Regions from separate parts of the Mus musculus genome. Here regions 1 and 2 are each linked to region 3. A link is a contact called in public HiChIP or PLAC-seq data. All regions are on one chromosome and are shown on one strand. The core of a region is the stretch at or near the end of the contact, and the rest is flanking DNA. Distances in the headings are between cores, read along the strand shown. Region 1 overlaps Pde4d (phosphodiesterase 4D, cAMP specific). Region 2 overlaps Pde4d (phosphodiesterase 4D, cAMP specific). Region 3 overlaps Pde4d (phosphodiesterase 4D, cAMP specific).

Region 1 (4,577 bases), core at 1,649-4,148, 240 kb before region 3:
TGATTGTTAAAGGTTGCAATGCATCCCATCAAAATTTATATTCTTAAATCACAGCACTAGTATCTCAGAATGAGACTGAGTTTCATGATGGAGCATTTTAAGGAGTGAATTTGTAATATAAAGTCATTAGGTAGGCTGCAATCCAATGACTGTCATTTTTTTCAGGAAAAGAAGACAAATATGTCATCTTCACACTTACACAAAGGGTACATAGGCATGGTCTTGTAAAGTGGAAGGAAATAAGGGGCCACCTACAGACAAGAGAGATCTCCAGAAGAAACTCACCTACTGAGACCTTAATCTCAGGGTTTTCCTCTCATAAACCCTGAGAAAATATGTTACTTTAGCCTGGTTTGACATGATAGCCCTGGTGCTACAATGACCAAGTATCATCTCGCTTTAATTAGTAATGTAACTTTTAGACTAACTCATAGAGGTAACATGGGGAGGGGACAATATCAGGAAACATATTGCAGGTGTCCATAGTTAAAATTTTAAGGTTCTGCAATGGATTGATGACAGCTGAACTCCCAAGACTGAGACCTAGGCAATATGGACTGTTGATGATGGAAATGATAAGTGTAGTTTGACTAACATTTCCCCCCCCCAGGAGGTGCTGTCTTCAGCACACAGGCATCCATCCATTCAAGCATACAAAAGTCTGCCTCTGTCAAAAAGCTTGGTGAGCCTACCAAGCCCAGAAATACTCATCCTAAACAGAGAAATGTCGTGGCCTGAAGAGTTCACGAGCCAGTGTTTCAGTTCCTTTCAAACGGTGTCATTAATTAGTCTGAATTGGTGGTTTCTGTGTATACATGCAAGTCCAATATCAGAACAAAAGCCTTCACGTGAGAACCAAGTAGCCTAAATAGATGTTCTGGTTCTGATGTCGATCTAATGCTTAAAATTACCCTCGGAAACAAACAGTTGTTTTCTCTACGTTTTCTATGGATGTGGTCAAAGTGTGAAAGTTGAAGAGCAAGGCCAACTGGAGAAGATAAAACCGTGACTTGGCTTCCTGTGAATGCTCATGTCTGAGATCAAATTCTTTCTCAAGCACAATACTTAGTTAGAGAGTCAGGAAGAAAGAGGGCTCTCAGACAGAGGCCCCTCCATCTACAGTAGCTCATCCTGTGCAGGAGGAAATGATAAAAACACCAGGAAGAGCAGGTTATCCGAGGCCAGCTCAGGGACACAATATAAACCACCTCACTACACTTGAACATCGGATTTAATGAACCAAGCAAGAGTTGGCTTCAGTCATAGATTCTGCTTTGTGCCAGGTTGTGTTTAAAAGATTCCCTTTGGAGAATTGGGAGGAAAAGGGTAAAGGATTTTTTTTTTAAGTCAAGAAGGTGCTCTTTGCTTTTATTATCTCTTATTGCAGAAGGGTCTGTCCCTCTGATTCCCCAAGACTAACACTTGGCCAACATGCTCTCATGAATTGTTTACATCATCCATTAATTAAAATGATGAATCTATTAAAAGCAGGACTCCCTCTTCCTGATGCATGCACCATCACCAACCTTTAAAAAAAATGCTGCATGGTTTATTTATAAAGTGGCTTTGGCTTGTTAATAATAATGCTGTGTAATTTGTAGATTACTTTTTGACTTTGTAAAAACTGAAATTTAGCATTATGTTTCTGCAAATTAAAAAAATCTCACAGACATCTGCCTGCCTCTGCCTCTAAGTGCTAAGATTCAAGGCATGTGCCACTATGCCTGACAACAGTTTATATATTTTTTTTTAAAGATTTATTTATTTATTATATGTAAGTACACTGTAGCTGTCTTCAGACACTCCAGAAGAGGGCGTCAGATCTTGTTAGGGATGGTTGTGAGCCACCATGTGGTTGCTGGGAATTGAACTCAGGACCTTCAGAAGAACAGTCGGGTGCTCTTACCCGCTGAGCCATCTCACCAGCCCCAACAGTTTATATTTTTACATATTACTTTTATTGATCACATTTAATGTGTTTGACACTGTTCTGTCTATATATAAATAGAAACTATCAGTGTGGTTAGAACCACTCAAACTGCTTGGATATTCAGTTGTTTCATAAATATGTTTGCATGCCTAATATACTTTGAGTATTATTACATATACTTAAAATGAGAGTCTGCCTTCATGTTTTTTACTGCCTTTTCCTTGACCCTTTACAGTTTTAAGTCTAAATTGTATAATTAAGGAACACGAACAAACAACATAAATGATGAAAGAATTCTCAATTTTAAAACTAACCTTGTCCTGTGCAAGAGTGAATACAGATGTGTCTGCACTGGGAACTTTTAAATACTAGACATGTTACAAATCATGACCTTCAGACATTACTCGAGACCTAGAAAAACTTCCATGTGAGTAACGTATTCCTTTGTCATAAAATATTGAAGCATTTCAGTTAGTCTTTAGACAAACGAGATGAACGTGATCAGATGACATCACTTCTGAAGACAGTTTCTTCTTGGAGAAAGCCATCTGAGTATATTAAATTGAGGTCTGATGAGTGAGTACTTGCTAAAACTTAGTGCTAGGAGACTTTCTAGCCATAGGTCTATAAAACATTTGTAGCAAGTTCTCATTACGGACATAGCTGCTCAACTTTTGGCTTTGAATCCATGCTTATCCAAGGATGGATCTGCTTAAATAAGGACCATATCAATACCTTGCTATCCAGTAGGTGTACACTCATGGAAAAATCACCATTGACCCTAACAAATGTCATGATATAATGGGGTATAGTCTGTGGGAAGTCCGGAGGAAGTCAGTCTCCAGTTAGTCGGCCTCTTTCTCCACCTCAAACGCTTCGATTTCCTTGATGCAATACCCAAAGCTGTGTTGTTATCTAGAATGAGTCAGTTGATGACTGAATGACTAATAGCCATGCATAGCAGGCCTTGCTCCTAGCACTGAAAAAGGGGCGGCAAGTGCTTGGGAGCAAGGAGGTCCCACCTCTGAATCCTCCCAGTTGGCTCAATCAGAAAGCCCGGGCCTATGATCTGCCAAAAAATATCTGGCAAAGGCATCAGTTATTATTATTATTATTATTTTTTGACAAGGACAAAGATGCAATTGACTTGATTCCTCAAAGAGATTTGTGAGGGTGAAAGAAAGTTCACTGTCCACCTTTAAGGACTCTGAGCTTGTAATGAGATGATGGATGGGAAAGTGAGTTTTAGGAATGCAGTACAAACACAAAGTCACTTTTCTTCATTCTTTCAGTACCTGGAGAAAAATGGAGAAACAAAGAGAGCCACACATGCATTCAGGTCTCACTCTGTCACCTAATGAAGCTCTCTGCAAAGGGTAGAGTTCAAATTCCTGACCCTGTTTCACCTAGTGACTTTCTGTGAGACCCAGCATTAATGCTGCTTCTCTTTGTTCTCCCACAATGTGCTTCTATTACTTCCAAGAGGTGATGCCCACATGAGAACCTATGTTATTGCTTTTGGCAAGTATACAGTACCTACTACGTGCCAGGACCAATCTCCTGTTACATGAATGCTGAGGCATTTAATCCTCAAGACAAATATACGAGTGATATGTTATTACTACCCCCACTTTACAAATGTCTGAGCAAGTGTATAAAGGCACATGCTATGCCTCAAATCCCTCAGCAAGTGAATGACCTTTTCAACATGATCTTCTGTCTGTCATGGCAGCAAATGTTAAGAGCTCTTTGTATGCTATGCTATGCTATGCTATGCTATGCTATGCTATGCTCTGCTTTGCTATGCTGGGCTATGCTATGCTGGGCAATGCTGGGCTATGCTAGGCTGTGCTGGGCTATGCTATGCTATGCTATGCCATGCCATGCCATGCTATGCTATGCTATCTCAAATACAAATCCACTACTCTCATCGTATATGTTTCTTGGTACTTTTCACCAGAGATCAGTTCCTAAGAGGCTTCTCTAGTGATTAAGCAGGAAATATTTCTTTCCTCATTTGTAGACTATTTATAAGTCACAAATGTGTTTTTCTTAGCATTTGATCTTCTTACCAACCATGAAAATACTTATAGCTTTATCTTCGGACTACAGAGACTTAATTTAAGAGGCTTGTAGTAATCCTGAAACTAGAAATACCCTGTCCTTTTTGGTGGGGAAGGGGAGGTGTCAAGCACTCTTTCTAGCATATCAGATTGGTTTGTAATTTCTTTCCTGCAAACTGTAGAGTCAACTTGAATCTTAAAGCACTCCATCAAAAATGGCAGAAGCATTTTTAGAAGAAATACTTAAAATAGTTTGAGCAACATAAAAGTAGCAGATGATTGTGTTGGATTGAGAGAAAGCTTCTTTAAGCAAACAGGTGCAGCTCTGTTCTGTGTATCACAGGTCAGATGCTCATTTGTCGGGTTGCCCGATTGAGCATCTTCAACAGCAGCATCCCAAGTGCCCCTCTGCTCTTTCATTACCCACCCACATGCTTCCCTCCATCCTCGGAGCTCTGTTGCTTGTTGTCCACCCAGGCACACCCCAAAGAAGACAAAGATGACTCAAATTGGTCATTAATGCAGACTCACAGTGCATTTTCTATTTTTCAGAAGAGTGAAGCAGGGTTTAAGGACGATTCAGT
Region 2 (4,795 bases), core at 1,927-4,426, 210 kb before region 3:
GAGCCACAGACCATCCTTCTAATTGTATTAGAAAGTTTAATTCTCTTCTATGCAAGCTCTTCTAAGGTAGAAACACAAAAGGAAAATGTCTAAGACTTTGCATGAAGTTTCAAACTGTTAAATATTCACCATTGAGAAGTATATAAGCTCCCTGCCTGTGTTGTCTTTTATCTTAGAAACTTTGTGAATGGAATAATATATGGAATTTGCATACTTACTACATTTCCAACATACAAATGGTTTTGCCTGAGTGGTGACTGACTGTCAAAGTGCTTTATAGGCCACAGGGTGCATGTGTTTAATCTAATTATTTATGTTAAAATATTATCTGTATTGCAGCAGACATGTATATGTACTGCTTTTAGAAGTGATTGGGACACCTTGCATGTTATTTAAAACATAACAAGAGGAGCACAAAACACATTGCAAAGGCATTTGCCTTTTTAATGTCATAAATTTAGAGAGTCAAATAAGCCATTTTTCATTCTGGTTCTAACATGAACTGTTGGGCTAAGACCAATGGAAAACACAGGTCTTTATATTACCAGTCCTAACAGCAGCAAAATTACAGTTATGACGTAGCAACAAAATAATTTTATGGTTGGGAGGCACCACAACATGAAGAACTGTATTAAAGGGTCACAGCATTAGGGAGGTTAAGAGCTGCTGGCTTAGAGTCATAGACACGGCTCAAAAAGAAACCACAGAATAACTAAGGGTGATCATAGTTTAATATCTATGTTATTTCATGCTTCTATTTGGAATTTTGTGCTAGACTTGTCAGGAAAGAGCCTATCGTTCCTCATTAACACTGTGTGTGATGGACAGATCAGGAGTGATCCTGATGACTGGCAAGGAAGTGCTGAGTTAGATAGAACTAAGTACTTCCAAAGAGAGTGCTGTCTTTAGTCTGGCTTCTGCATCTCAGCATGTCCTGTGCTCTTTCCAACTTCTACTGATGAATCAAGTTCCCGGTAAATAGCACCATGTGCAGTGCTTTCCCCAGGGACATGCAGAAACGAGGCAGATCTTTTCTTGTGTGTAGTAGCACCTAGACCTAATTCGAACTCCCTTCTTCCCCATCGCGCTGTGGGAGTGATGGTTTGGCCCCTATGACTAAAAAATTGCCTTTATCAGAGGTAAAGAAAGCCCACACAGTCGTCCCTCTGGCAGGTACTCCAATCATAGCATGGGATTTATTGCAAAAGAAGGTGTTGGGGCCGTATGTCATCATAAAATTAGGTGCTCACAATTGGTGCGTGTAAGATTAAGCCAAAGGAGAGGGTGAAGCTGAAAGAGAAGGATTTTATGGGGCTTTCTGCAGTTTTCATGTATCTCCTGGACTGATTGATGCCTGGGAGACTCACAGAGATCCTCTGCAAAACAGTAATGCTGAGCATATGAAGGCCCTAGAGCCGGCATAAAACAAGAACAGTGGTGGCCCAGCTATACTCCAATGAGCTGGAAAGGAAGCAGAGTCTACCAAAAGCCAACCTAAGAGCTGTACTTGTCTGTGATCTCAGGATTCAGGAGGTAGAGGCAGGAGGATAGGAAGTTTTGAAGTCTGACAGACTGGACTAAGTAGTAAGACCTTGCCGAAGAAAGAGGGAGAGGGAGAGGAAGAGGAGAGGAGGAAAGGAGGGAGGGAAAAGAGAGAGGGAAGAAAAGGTCATGCTACATGTTCGATTATACATAGGGGTTGAAGATGACTCTTCAGCTAAAGTTCTATCTCTCGTCTTGTGAAGTAGCTTAGCAACTAAGTGTGTTAGCTGCCAAGCCTGGTGACTTGAGTTCAACACCCAATGATGAGAAGAGACAGACTTGTTCTCTGACCTCCATATGCATACTATAGCGTTCACAATCACACACACCCTAAATAAACAAATGTAAACGAAAAAATAATCTCTCTCTTCAGGGATAAGGGATTCTGGGAAGGACTGAGACCTCATGTGACCACAAAAGATAAGGATCTATGATGAACAGCAGTTAAATGTTAATAACTGAGGCAGTGCCTGAGATATGCCTCTGGTGTCCAAGTAAGTGCCTCTCTGTGCAGTCTGGTTTGGCATGAACTAGGAAGTGTTCCGAAAGAATAAAGATTAGGGAGAACTGCTGGACTTGTGGGTACAATTTCTTAGCACAGCAGGGGAAACATAAATTCTAAGTAGTTTATAGTGATTGGTCTCCTAGGAGCATCGAGGCTACCGGGGGAGGCTGTGAATGTGAGAAGGAACCCAGAGGTTAAGCTGTTCTTTAGAATAAAAAAGTACCAAAATACAAGGGGAAGATGTCAGTGGAAGAGCTGGGAAAGGATGACCAAAGATTAGGAAGCGTTCCAGAGAGGCCCCATCTAGATCAGAAACCGCCTTCTACCCTCCTGGCAGCCTATTCTGTTTAATCACACTGCTGACACGGGAGTGCTTGCGTTAGAAGTCACAACACACACACACACACACACACACACACACAGACACACACACAGACACAGACACACACAGACACAGACACACACAGACACAGACACACACAGTAAAAGTCATCGTGTGTCTCTATTCCACTTGAGAGAATACAAGAAATTAGAAGACAGGTGGAACATACACACACACATCATACACAGACACATACACACAGACAAACAGACAGACAGACAGACAGACACACACACACAGAGTAAAAGTCATCCTGTGTCTCTATTCCACTTGAGAGAGTACAAGAAATTAGAAGACAGGTGGAACACACACACACACACACACACACACACACACACACACGGGTGGTGTGCGCTCACACACACTCCTGATGGTTTAGTTTGGTTGGTTGTCAAGTTGCTTTGTTGACTTTTCTTTTCTTAGATAAGATCTCACTGTGTAATTTAGGCTGTCCTTGAATTGTTATATAGCCCAGTCTGGCCTCAAAATCACATCCTTTTTCCTCATTCTTCTTCCACTCTTGTATCCTAGTCCTGGTGTTTTTAACCCACAAGACTAGAAACCTTTGTTTATACCTAATTCTAGTCTCCTAGTTTAAATATTAACCCATCACCCCTGGTTATCAGTGGGTATGAAAACAGATAAGTAACGTCTCTTTGCTGGCATTTGAAAGTTGGTGTTCCTAGCCTCTTTTCATTCTGTAGTTTAAAATATTCCTTCCAAACTGTAAATGACACCAATGTGACTCATTAAATGTCTCATTAGATGTAGTTTCTGTACATGATTGTTTTCAGACCTCCTAGATAAGACTGCCCCCATTGTACCTAATTTTTCCTCCAGTTTAAAATATATCGCCGATGAGTCATTCAGCTCTGTGTAATTAATTTATGAGAAACATTCATGCATATGTAGAATCCAGAAGATTATAATTTCAAGTATCCATGATGTCACCCCACTACAATGTGGCACAGGACTTATTCTTCTGTGTCAAGGAATTAACATAATACCATTTTACTTAGAATAATTCACTGTAAAATCTGTCATCTTGCAGCCAGTGGTATTCTTACATGTCATAAGCCTCTACTGCTGTGACTGTTTTTGTTTTTTTTTTTGTTTTTTTTGTTTTTTTGTTTTTTTTTCTGCTGCTGCTGCAACTTTGTCTCCAAATGTAAGGGACCTGATCTATGGCTGCATCACCAGCCAGCTAGGGACAGTGGTCCCTAAATCCACTAGAGCAGTTGAATAGGACCAAATAAGGATGATAGCCACAGTAGACTGAACATCCGCTCAGTTGGCTCAGCCGGCTTGTCAGGCATTGGACTTGGTCTCATCACAGCAACCATACTGGGTACAATTGAAGCTGCAGAGCTAGAAAAATCACGCAGCTACAGGAAAACCCTGGTCTGTCTACAGCTAACCTTTCCCCGTGGCTTTGGCTATTGGATGTGATGGTCTGTTTTCCCTCACTATCTACACTTCAGTTATATCTGGTTTTCCTTGGAGATATTAACAAAAAGTGGCCAGCAACATGTTACTTAGCCTTCTTTTTCGGTCCTCCACAGTTCAAGCATATGAAAACATGTTTCCCTTTTCTGCTTATTTAATAGTCTTCCTCCCCACCCCCGCAAATTTTGCATCCAGTCCTTCAACCGTGGACCCTAGAGATGTGTAAGAAATAAAGAGTGGACTTTGATATAGCTCCATCGCTTAGAGAGCTAGCTAGTTCCTCCTGAGTCACTCAGCTCATTGACCCTCCTGCTCTGGTCAGACTATAAATTGCACTGTTTTCTTCCTTTCTGGCACTGGGCCAATTTGGAGAACCATAAACTCTTTTTAAATAAATGGGACCACAGAACAGAACCTATAATCTATTTCTCCACACCCCTAGTTTCGGCTAGCCGCTGTCAACGTTTTGTTAGTCTTTAACATTTCTGGTCAAGTAAGATCAAGAATAGCTGTTGGAACCAATAGCAAGGCTTACATAGTAAATGAATTTGTTGGATAAAAGCATTTAAACTCTAAAACGTGCTTTTGAAGTGAAATAGGCATTTGAGAACTAGTCTACTTCAGCACATAAATGTATGAAGCTGATTGTAACTCTGATTTGTAATGGACCTTGATGTCATTTCAGACACATCTAGTATAACTTAAGTTTTTAAATTACATTTACACTCTCTCTCTCTCTCTCTCTCTCTCTCTCTCTCTCTCTCTCCCTCTCTCTCTCTCTCTGTGTGTGTGTGTGTGTGTGTGTGTGTGTTCATATGTTGTGTCACATGTGTAGAAATCAGAGGACAACTCAAAGGAGTTTGTTCTCACCTTCCATCATGTAGTTCCCAGGGATTGAACTTAGGTCACCTTTACAACAA
Region 3 (4,894 bases), core at 714-3,213:
CTTGTTTTGGTTTTTCGAAGTCACTGTGTGACCCTGACTGGCTTGTAACTGTCTTTGTAGGCAAGAATGGCCTTGAACTCACAGAGATCCACTGACCTCTGCCTCCTTCGTGCTGGAATTAAAGGCGTGGGCCACCATCCCAACTGCTTCTCTGGGATTTTAGTGCAGAGATTGTCTTAGATTAGAGTAACAGCCAGAGAAGCAAACAATCTTATAAAGTAATATGCTAATATAAATATGTCCAAAGGTAATATTCTCATTCACTGGCCTAACCTCCTACAATCTCATGTGTTGTGCAACCCTAGAGTATTCCATGTCAACTAAGACAAGATCCCCACGTCACACGGTGAGCTGAGTGATTCAGCAGCTCTGACCTGTGAAGACAGTCCAACATTCCTACCTGCTGATCAGTGAGATTTGCATAGCCAGTGTCTACTGATGTGTCAGATTTCTCAGACTTCCTTCCAGGCCCCTTTCCCCTGAGCAAGGCTCTCTGTGGCCATTCCTTCTCTGTGCCCATCCATGAGCCTCAACTGTCTATAGGTTCAGGTGTTTGGATTAGAAATATCCTTTCTGCCTTCCTCCGTTCTCTTCTATGCATTAGTTACTTAACATCGTGTTGTAACAAAATACCTGACTAAACCACATAGGCAACATATAGGAAGAGTCAGCGGAGATACGGAAGGTGTGGTGAGACTCATGAAGGCAAGAGCGTGTGACTGGAACTCCTTCTGCCTCACATCTCATGGAGTAGAGGGGAAGAGCTGGTGCTCACGTGGCTTGTTGCTCTCACCCTTCTTAGCCGCCTGGCTGATGGTCTGATGCTGCTCACACTTCAGAAGGCTCCTGGCTCTTCCATCAGTTGTTTCCTAGAAGGCTCTCATAGACTAGCCTGAAGGTGCTGGGTGCTTTTGACAATCTCCATTAATAGCCATGTTCAGTTTCTTTTCTCAAGATTAAGGTCTCCCTGCCCCACTTGTATCCAGTGTGACTTGAATGCCCCCTTTTATTGTCCCATAGCCTATTCTCCTCCTTCCTTTTCTACTGTATGGTGCTAAAATTGTCATCGACGATGGGCTCTAGTCTCGCATTGGATAAGGGTCACACTCTTACACACTTCAAACTCTAATAAAGTTCATGGCACATAGTGTCTCATGAACGTTGAGTTATTGATGAGATTAGAAGTTAATAGACCTCAATCCATTTGCAAAATTCTACTAGAGCACTTGTCAACTTTAGGAGGAAAAAAAAATCATAGCTAGTGGCAAATAGGAAGAAAATTCATTAAAATGACACAACATCTTCACTTTGAACATATCTTTGAAGCCAGGGGTGAAAGTTTATATATTTGATAAGATTTAAAAATACTTCAAAACAATAAGTTGATTCCAGAAATATCCTAGGAAATGAGGGCAGCTTGCTCTTGGCTCTCAGGCTTCAACATGTTACATAGACATGCTGAGAGAAGCTAGGGCCTTCCTTCATGTGTTTCTCATCAGATAAAATGCAATAGAGCTAACCTGGACAGATCTTTCCCTGTAGCAGAGCCAAAGAATGACTAGCTCACATGGGAGGCAGAAGTCTACCTCCTCCTCCTCCGGACACCATCAATTCTCTCACTAGGAACAAAGGACATGTAAGTGAGGATTGGCTGAGGAGAAACTGGAATTAATTAAAAAGTCATGTTCGAGCATTTTCTCTTAGAAGCTGTCTGATGTATTTGTTTCAATTTAAAAGCAATCAGAATCAGCTGTGATCGCTCTGTAAGACTTTTTAAGAAGAGTTGCAAATGACACCCAAAGTTTGTGTTCTCTCTCTCTCTCTCTCTCTCTCTCTCTCTCTCTCTCTCTCTCTCTCTCTCTCTCTCTCTCTATCTGGTTTTTAGTAGTAGGCCGTAGGCCTCTCTAGGAATGACAACAGACTTATACTGACCTTTAGCCTCACAAATATTGACAAAGAAACTAGCTAGCATTTACAAAGTTTCATGTCCTGTAGCACAGATCTTTTTGCCTCTCAGTCAGTTGTGGGTAAGAGTAATGGGTCCAACATTTCCCAAGGAGGCTGAGTACAGCCTCTGGCCAACTGCTGTGGCTCCTAGCTGACGGCGCTTTTCCCTTTCAAAGACAAGCTGCTGCTTCAGCATCCTCTCCTGGAGTCCTTGGCAAGATTTCAGGCCATGTGTCAGGGGAACCCTTGCGCACATTACTATGACGGAAGCCAAGTGCTGGCCCACAAATATTGAGTATTACTTATACCCAGGAGAGTTGAAGCAGACGCCTGGGTATGGCACAGCTCAGGGTGCCTTGAAGAACACAGAATAACAGAACCCACCGATGTTTATTGTTACTCCACAGCTGCCTGTGACACAGCCCTTTTGCAGTCCACGTGGAGTTTAGCCAATAGCGTTTGGTGGGGCATTTTCCTCTCAGTAGCCCCTCAAATGAAGCAAGATTCGCACAGTTAAATAGAAAAGTTTTCATATATATTTTTAAGTAGGGCCACAGCATATACGACCCCCTAGGGGGCACTCTATTAATGAATGCAACCTGTGTTCTTGGTAAAGGCCACTATTAAACTGGTTCGCTGTGTTTGGCCAGCTAGCTGCCGATGGCATTTAGGTGTGTTGTTTGGTGGGGTGACTCAATTTCCTGTAGGATAGCTGGCAACTCCACATTGAATTCTCCCACTCGCCAGGGGAGGAGGGATAGAAAGGTCAGTTAGGCCTTGTCTTAGAACAGTGGGGTTTAAAATGCCTGAACTTGAAGACATAATAATGACCCTGAAAAACTGTAGCTTGTCACACTGTCTCAGTCCCGGAGTTTGAAAGAAGTAAATTCTAACGCGACAAACCCAGCATTGGTTTTATAAACGAAATTTGTTTATTCCGCCGTATGTAAATATTCTCTCAGCAGTATGTACAAATGCTGGAGGTTAATTTCATTCTTTAAATACATAGAGAGCATGTGGAACATTTTTGAACGTATGTATGTGACCTTACTTGATTTCTGATAGTCAAAATGGCTAAGCCATGACTTCAATATAAACTGGATCTTTGGCAACCAATTGCTCCTCACGTTGCTATACCACCCACTTAAAGGCAAAGCCCATGTCTAAGTGTCTTGAAACATTAAATTGAAACTTTCCGGAGTTACTGTTTCTCATAAAAAAAAAAAAGACTGAAATATAATACATAGAGCCATATTCTGCTAGGTCCGAGGTCTGAATTCTACTTCTGATTTCAGAAAGCTTTCATGAAGATCGCCAAGGTGGGGGTAGGAAGTATACGCCACACACTGGGAGGTCCCCTGGAACTCTTGCTTTCTCAGAGTCGGGTGGCAGAAGGCAGAGACATCAAGTCTTAAAGATGTGCAGAGAGGATGTTTGGCTTGGGATAACTAAAAAAAAAAAATGACAGGAGATGGATTCTACACAATAGCTATGCCTCTGACCGCACGGCATATACAAACTATGAACGTCTCACCTGGCTTTATGTTAATTTCCTCCTTCAATTTTCTGACTGCCTGTTTTACATAGAGAAGGGAGGAAAGCAGAAACACCGGAACTGTATAAGAAACAGACCACCATGGCGTCCAGTCAGTGCTCCACTTACATATGGAATGGATTCAGTATTTTGAAATATTAAACTAGTGTTTCAGCGCTCTAGGTTGTGGGGCCACAAAGGACTCTCCATGTTTGCGCATCTTTCTTTTACAGAGCCAACTTGTAATATTTTGCAGTTTTGTGATCAGGAAAAACCAAACAGATAAACTATTTAACACTTACCTTGTACAGTTATCTTTAAGATCGTCTCCATTGTTAAAGAAAGAAACATCAACTTTAAATTTCAATTCAGGAGGTTTAAGGAATTGCTGACTTAAGGTCTCTTTAGAGATTAGTGAAGAGGGGACGCACAATTAGAGGCAAATTTCAATACTCAGCAGTCAAAATGACGAGCATACAGTTCAATAATGTCAGAGAAGGACAAGCCAAGAAGCAAGTCTCACACACTCTAAAAGTTACTGAAATTTTTACAAATGTAAGGAAATCTCAGAATCCTGAGATTCAACCCACCGCATTCTTTGTCCCGCCTGATAATTAATGGAGCCTACATTGGGGCAGAACTTCTTTCCCCCACAATACTGTAGATCAGAAGGGGAAAAGGAGAACCCCACCACTTCACATAAGGCTTTTCCTTTCTCCTGCCAGTTTTGTAGGCTAGACCCCTGGGGTTTCAACTTTTCTCTTTCTGAAATAAGATTGCTGTTCAGTTTCGGAACTGACCGGCTTAGGGAAAGTGGCCAAGTTCCCTGCGTCAGCTTTTATCAGCAGAACCCATTGCCCCATAGTTCTGACAGTCCATTTCGTCCATAGTGGGCAGAAAACAGACTACTAGACTTTCTGTCTTGAGCCCCAAGTCTAGGGTGTTCTTGTGTTTTCTGCAGAGGAGACACCCCAGCAGGGCATGTGTAAATTCCCCTTGCTCCTTGGTTCGTTCCCATTGCTGTTCCTTTAAGGTAGCTCTAGGGTAATTCTGAAGGTGAAATGTAGCCTGTTGTCACATTCTAAGGCATTCTGTCCCCACAACATTATGGTTTGTCTGTTTACATCTAACCCAAATTTTAGAGGGGTTGGCTGGATACTGACAGTCTGTCCCCAGTAGAGACGATTTTATTCCCACAATTCCCTTTGAGTAAGTAAATCCTAACCTTTGGGACACAAATCCATGGAAACTCGCAAACTTAAATTAAACCTGCATGCAGAAAGGGTAGTGCCTGTCCTAAGTCACCTTGCAACCCAGGACAGCAGGGCCTGGCAGGCGGCGCTGGGATAGAGGGCCCGGGACTCCGCTGTGCACCCCAGGGTCCCCCGCGGGGCAGGTGCGCGATTGCACGCG

What was found. HiChIP or PLAC-seq counts read pairs in DNA pulled down with a chosen protein or histone mark.
Region 1: a contact with region 3 is called in an HNF4G HiChIP or PLAC-seq map of pancreatic cancer cells. The contact joins two enhancer-like sites. A contact is called at or near these places in 1 of 115 datasets of contacts at active chromatin or transcription factors (pancreatic cancer cells) and 2 of 9 other capture datasets (adipose tissue and pancreatic islet).
Region 2: a contact with region 3 is called in a FOXA1 HiChIP or PLAC-seq map of pancreatic cancer cells. The contact joins two enhancer-like sites. A contact is called at or near these places in 3 of 484 Hi-C or Micro-C datasets (3T3-L1-derived adipocytes and embryonic stem cells), 3 of 115 datasets of contacts at active chromatin or transcription factors (heart atrium, memory CD8 T cells and pancreatic cancer cells) and 1 of 9 other capture datasets (adipose tissue).

The regions. Positions count from the first base shown.
Region 1 is chr13:109,656,428-109,661,004 of GRCm38.p6, forward strand. The region is part of intron 3 of Pde4d (phosphodiesterase 4D, cAMP specific); the gene reads left to right. Among named protein-coding and RNA genes, the nearest start is that of Gm32703, 220 kb to the left of the region's middle. Within about 2 kb of position 2,899, at least 18 of the 459 cell types and tissues checked have an H3K27ac peak or open chromatin away from gene starts, as enhancers often do. A contact at or near this core is called in pancreatic cancer cells, where this site is marked.
Region 2 is chr13:109,691,110-109,695,904 of GRCm38.p6, forward strand. All of the region lies in intron 3 of Pde4d (phosphodiesterase 4D, cAMP specific), which reads left to right. Among named protein-coding and RNA genes, the nearest start is that of Mir1904, 210 kb to the right of the region's middle. Within about 2 kb of position 3,177, at least 36 of the 459 cell types and tissues checked have an H3K27ac peak or open chromatin away from gene starts, as enhancers often do. A contact at or near this core is called in pancreatic cancer cells, where this site is marked.
Region 3 is chr13:109,897,683-109,902,576 of GRCm38.p6, forward strand. All of the region lies in intron 7 of Pde4d (phosphodiesterase 4D, cAMP specific), which reads left to right. Among named protein-coding and RNA genes, the nearest start is that of Mir1904, 3.7 kb to the right of the region's middle. Within about 2 kb of position 1,964, at least 22 of the 459 cell types and tissues checked have an H3K27ac peak or open chromatin away from gene starts, as enhancers often do. A contact at or near this core is called in pancreatic cancer cells, where this site is marked.